Linked DNA regions of Mus musculus: region 1 is linked to region 2. Evidence: chromatin contacts called from public Hi-C data. All regions are on one chromosome and are shown on one strand. The core of a region is the stretch at or near the end of the contact, and the rest is flanking DNA. Distances in the headings are between cores, read along the strand shown. Region 1 overlaps Itsn1 (intersectin 1 (SH3 domain protein 1A)). Region 2 overlaps Itsn1 (intersectin 1 (SH3 domain protein 1A)).

Region 1 (2,700 bases), core at 127-2,626, 150 kb after region 2:
CCTCCCTCTCCTCTTCCTCCTCCCCCTCCTCCCTCTCCTCCTCTTCCTCCTCTCCCTCCCCCTCCTCCTCCTCTTCCCTGGATTGGCCCCATGGGCCCAAATTCTTGTTTTTCTTTGTTTCCCCCTTATTCTCCAAAGACACATTGAAGCTGACATTTCAGGGAATGCCTTATTGGGCAGGCCTACAGAGGCTGGCTTGTATGAGTGGTGGGAACCTCCTCAGAAGAGCCCAATCTTGCTGACTAGTAATTGACAGTAAGGAGTCCCCAACATGGGTCCTAAGATGCCACCCCCTCCTCCCCTGTATCTCCCCGCTCCTCCCCTGCACAGTCTCCTTTAAAGGGGGGTCAGCACCTGACCTTTTCCCAACTCCATTGCTTGCCTACCTGCCAAGGGACCCTGTTCTGCAGGGACGTGGGGGTGTGAGGGTCACCGGGCCAAGGTAATGCAGGAGAAAAAAGGAGGGAAGGAAAAAGGAAGAGAGAAAGAAGGAAGGATGGATGTAAGGATAGAAGGGATGGAGGAAGGAGGGAGACAGGGCAGGTGGTCAAAGAGAACGTTAAAGAGGCTTCCTCGCAGGTTATGAAGGTAAGGGCTCACTCAGTGCCACGTACTCCCCGTGGGGGTTTAGGGGACCGCATCTCTGGAGAAGAGACTCGCAAACTGAAGATGGGACTTACCCCTGCCCTCCTTGTCATGGAGACTTAGACCTCTAGTGTAGCAGCCCCTAGAACCATCACGGCTTCCTTTCTTTTTTATTTCTTTTTTAAAGATTTATTTATTATACTTAAAAAACAGACACACCAGAAGAGGGTGTCAAATCTCATTACGGATGGTTGTGAGCCACCATGTGGTTGCTGGGATTTGAACTCAGGATCTTCAGAAGAGCAGTCAGTGCTCTTAACCACTGAGCCATCTCTCCAGCCCCCACCATCACGGCTTTCTGAGTGGCAAATTCCCAGAGGCCCTTGGGCATAGCATTCTCTTTTGAATGACTCCTATTAATGAACATTGTCCTTTGAAGGGCTATTCAAGGAAATAATGAAGACTTCTTGTTAGTTTGGACTTGCAATAAATAACTGGCTGGTTGCCACAGGGACTCCTCTTTCCAGTTCCCTGTTTCCTGATACCTAGAAAGTAGCTGAGCTAGAGGAAGAGAAAGTCCCGGAGACCGTTTCCTCACAGGACATTGCACGAGGTCCCTGTGGTCCCAAGGATCCACTAATGTGTATAATGACTTCGTGTCTGTAAGCGCCAGGAAAGGTTCTGTCCTTGAGAAGCACAGGAAAATACAACCCGTGAGAAAGATGGCCAGGATCTCAGGCTCTCTAAGTTGAGAGCATTGAAACTCCTATGTCAGCACCCTGGGCAGACTGCAGTCAGGAACAGCAACACAGTGAGCAATGCTGACAGGATGCTGTTCCTTCAGGGGGGCTCTATCCTGTCCAGGCCGCCTGTTGGGGGCTGGGAGGCAGAGAAGGGACCTCCTTTGTGGCTTTTAAGCCAACTTGTAGATCTAATTTTAAGTCACTTTAATAACATAAAATTCCTGCTCAGTGGCTGGGTAGATCGCTGACAAAGTGCTAGCCCGGCAAACCTGAGGCCCTGAGTTTGATCCCCAGCCCTTTCGTAAAGAAACCAGATTCAGCATGCGTAGCTGTAGTACCAGAGCTGGGGATGTGGAGACAGGGGGATTGTTGGACTTGTTTCTTGGTGCCGTGGCTCACAGGGGTTGGGACTGGGGATGTCTTGAAGGATAAGGTACAGAAAACTCAGTACGGAAACATTAGTGTTTATCTCCACCAAACAACTAACTCAGTTCTACTCAGACCTAACTAGTTCCTTTAGTAAAAGGAGCTAATAGTTTATATTTTGGCAAATAATTCTCCTAGCACTGTGTGTGGCTGTCCTATTTCAGGGTGAATTGCCCCTACGCTGTGTCAGGTCCTATGCTATATTTTAATCGGATCTGTTCTGTTTTCTGGAGCAGCCTAGAGTCTCGCTGTTATTACAGTGATGAGTATTTTAGTGTTCGAAGTCCACCGAGGAGAGTTTCATTCAGAAGCGGGCTTATTCCGTCAGCCTTCAGATTGCCCAGCGTCCCTCCGGGATTTCTGGGGAGCTGGCCAGTGACCAAGGCTCCTTTTTACGCTGTGGAAATTCCTCCCTTCTTCTTTTAGAACCATCGTACCCGTATCCTGTGCGAGAGCTGCGCCTGTGGTTTTCTGCCTCCCCGGCTATACTCTTTTGTCTTTCTTGTCTTATCTCCTGTTCTCGGTGAAAACAAGAGTGGGGACCTTAGACAAATAGGAGCCAAAGGCAGCGTGGTGGCTTGTGTGGCCATTTCCGCACTGTGGGGCTCTTCCTACCTAGATGGTTCTATTGGCAGGGTCAAGGTGCTGGCGCCCCCTGCTGCATCCCAGCAGCATTGCTCTTGTGGAACTTGCTAGTGAGAGGGGTGGGGGTAGGGTCAGGGCTAGAACCCGACTGTAGTGCTCCCCGACTCTCCCAGCTGAGCCGTGAGCAAAGAAGGAAGGTGTGAGTGAACCCAGCGCTGGGCACCTACTGAAATGGCGTTCCTGCCTGCTGGGGTGGACAGAGACCCTCCTCAGCTTCCCTGCCTTTTCTGTGCCTTCAGAGGGGAATGTTGCAATTCAGTTCTCCACAGAAAAGGACTGGCTTCCTGAAGTAGGCCTCTGT
Region 2 (2,700 bases), core at 194-2,693:
AGCTTCCCGGCTGAACCTGTGAACAATGGGAAAATCACAGCACATAATACGTGTCTTACGATTTGAAAACTGTAAGAAATGAGCTGGAAGTGGCTGTGCGCTTGTAATGCTGGCAGTGTGCAGGCAGAGGCAGGTGGGGCTCTGTGAGCTGAGTCCTCCTGACACTGCAGACAAAGGCTGGATAAAAGTGGAAGGAGACAGTGCTGTAAAGAAGACAGCTGTGCCCTTCATGAGATGCTTGTGTGCGGTCAGGGCGCGCCTATCTCTTACACAGGAGCATGTTTACAACGGTCTTTCCTACCTGGAAACTCCTGGGTGGGTTCAGGTTTGGAGTTCTTTGCCTGTGCCTCATCTGATTGTATTGAGGGAAGAAAGAATTATTTCACCGAGTTGCTTTGCAGATAAGTTAGATATATTGGGTGTGTTTAGGAAGTACCTCTTAACACTGTAATAGTATACCAGCTTTTAAAGGGTTCTCCCAACAATGACTCTTGAAAGGTACAAATTAGACACTTAAAGTTTATCATTTACCCTAGCCTGTGACAACCCAATTCCTTTGAGTCAAACTTGAGAGAAAAAAGTACCTGAGATCTGCAAGTGTTGTTGCCTGTGGTTTGTTTCTCAACTGTTGGTTTCTCAGGCGAGTGTGTCTCTGTATGTCCAGCCTTGCACTTGCCGCTGAATTCTTCTGTCCATTGAAGGATAAAGCTGTCAGTTCCTGTTTCTGAGTGTGGGAAGTAAATTTCATTATCTACAAATTTCTGCATGTCAGCGGATTTAGTGGCAATCATAACTGTTTCTCAATCTGCTACTAAGGAAGAGCAGATTCCCTGGACTGTTGGAGATGGTTTTGTTTCTAACCCTGAAGCCAGCTTGTTCTACTTACTCATTCTTGAGCATGGAAATCTAGAGCCTCACCTTGTCTTACTTATTACACTTTGGAGGGTAATTGGAGACTTGTGTCTGTGGAAGCTTGAGATACTGGGCTGAGCTAAACCAGAATCTAATGAGCAACGTGATTAAATAAATCAGTAGCCAAGAGAAGTAAGGATATTTACATTTTACCTATTTCACAGGGTGTTGTTAGAATCACTATAAATAGACTTAAAATTGTAGCATGTATTTAAGTTTTTCACACGAGTGCTATATAAAAAGCAAGGTGTTAGCATCCCATTTTCTGTTTTTGACACTAGAAATGTATGTTGTATTCTGTAATTTCCTGCTATGTGTTCTAATAAACGTTTTGTATTTGTGCTCTTGGTTAGGATGCTATTCTATCTAGCCTTCTGTTCTATTTTTAGTCCTTCACGATGAGTCTGGACATAGCTAAGTTAATAGCAAGGTAATTGAAGTGTGTGTGCCAAGTGCTCGCCTGAATATCCTCTGGCTTCTCCACTTTCAGGGTTGAGTTACTGTTTACAGTGACACATTTCACCATGACTGGGCAGTCTGATTCCATTTGCTTGTTGTCTGGCCATCTTGTGCCCAGTATTTGTCTAGCTCTACATCTCTACTATTCATCCCGTTAATCTTAAGTTTCAAGAGGATCGGTTTAACCGGGAAAGATTAGCTGTCTAATAGTCAGAACTGGATTGTTCATGCCCCGGGGCAGGCATTGGAGAACCAGAACTGATGTACCGCAGATCTGAGACCCCACTGGCCCTGTATTTCTCTCGTGTGATTTTGATGGTGTTGTCTCTTTATCTGATTTGGGCCCTTCTGCTTGCTGTTGGCTAACCAGGTTGAGTATTTGACAACAGTTTGCTCATGCTTCATGTGGGTTTTACAGATGTTTAGTGCCTTTCAGTTTGGCAGAGGCTCACAAGGCCTCAATCCAGTTTTCCAGCTTCATTGAGCGCATCACAATCTCTAACTTGTAGCATTTGAAGATGTAAGGATTTGAGCTGGTGGATTTCAGGGCAAGGACTCCTCTTTATACAGGGTGGTTTTTAAAAATTTGTTTGTTTTGGTTTTTTCTTGTTCATGTTTCGGTTTGTGACATTTAGAAATGAATAAACATTTAGAACAAACGAGATGACACACAGCAGCAGCATTCAGAATCTGTAATCGAGACAGTTGCCCGTGGCTTCTAGATGTTTGAAAGTGGCTCTCATTTGATCATGCAGCTTGAAAAAAAGGCATCCTTGACAGACACCCTGTTTTTTCAAAGGTTCTTAAAAGCCAGTAACAGTGTGCTTTGATATCAGGAACATAAAACAAACAGGCAGCCTCTGATGTTAAGCTGAATTTGTTTGATTTTTCAAGTCAAATAAATGAAAACTGTTCCTGAGAAAGGTGTGTGACATTATGTGTAGATCGAGAGGAACCTTTCACCTTGTGACTGTCGACTCTAGAACAGTACAGTTATGGAATACACTACCTAGTTTCTTTAAAAACAAAAGGCTTGCCTCCTGTGTATTAGAATGTTAAGTTTAATGTTTTGATCACTTTATTATTTTCTTGAAAAGGCATCAGTTTGATCTGACTAATTGTGCTATATTTTATATATTTTTCCCAGAACCTCAGGTAACTAGTGTGAAAATTGCATGGATGATCTTACATACAAAGTTAGGAGCTAATAGGTCATTTCTTTTGTGTTCCTTGCAACATATATGGTATCAAAGTACATTGTAAAATCATTTCTTTTTGCTTTAGCGTTTAATTGTTGCTTCAAGGGGGAAAAACTGGTTCTGCACCATC

What was found. Hi-C and Micro-C count contacts between places; a contact is called where the count stands out from the background.
Region 1: a Hi-C map of bone marrow-derived macrophages shows a contact between it and region 2, with 36 read pairs. The contact joins two enhancer-like sites. A contact is called at or near these places in 3 of 484 Hi-C or Micro-C datasets (the G1E-ER4 cell line, bone marrow-derived macrophages and cranial neural crest), 3 of 115 datasets of contacts at active chromatin or transcription factors (bone marrow-derived macrophages, effector CD8 T cells and extraembryonic endoderm stem cells) and 4 of 9 other capture datasets (adipose tissue, embryonic stem cells, liver and 1 more).

The regions. Positions count from the first base shown.
Region 1 is chr16:91,915,590-91,918,289 of GRCm38.p6, forward strand. Itsn1 (intersectin 1 (SH3 domain protein 1A)) reads left to right here. Exons shown (of 39, transcript NM_010587.2): 39 at 1-2,700. Among named protein-coding and RNA genes, the nearest start is that of Gm25245, 4.5 kb to the right of the region's middle. Within about 2 kb of position 1,377, at least 72 of the 459 cell types and tissues checked have an H3K27ac peak or open chromatin away from gene starts, as enhancers often do. A contact at or near this core is called in bone marrow-derived macrophages and liver, where this site is marked.
Region 2 is chr16:91,761,233-91,763,932 of GRCm38.p6, forward strand. The region is part of intron 1 of Itsn1 (intersectin 1 (SH3 domain protein 1A)); the gene reads left to right. Among named protein-coding and RNA genes, the nearest start is that of Itsn1, 33 kb to the left of the region's middle. Within about 2 kb of position 1,444, at least 22 of the 459 cell types and tissues checked have an H3K27ac peak or open chromatin away from gene starts, as enhancers often do. A contact at or near this core is called in bone marrow-derived macrophages and liver, where this site is marked.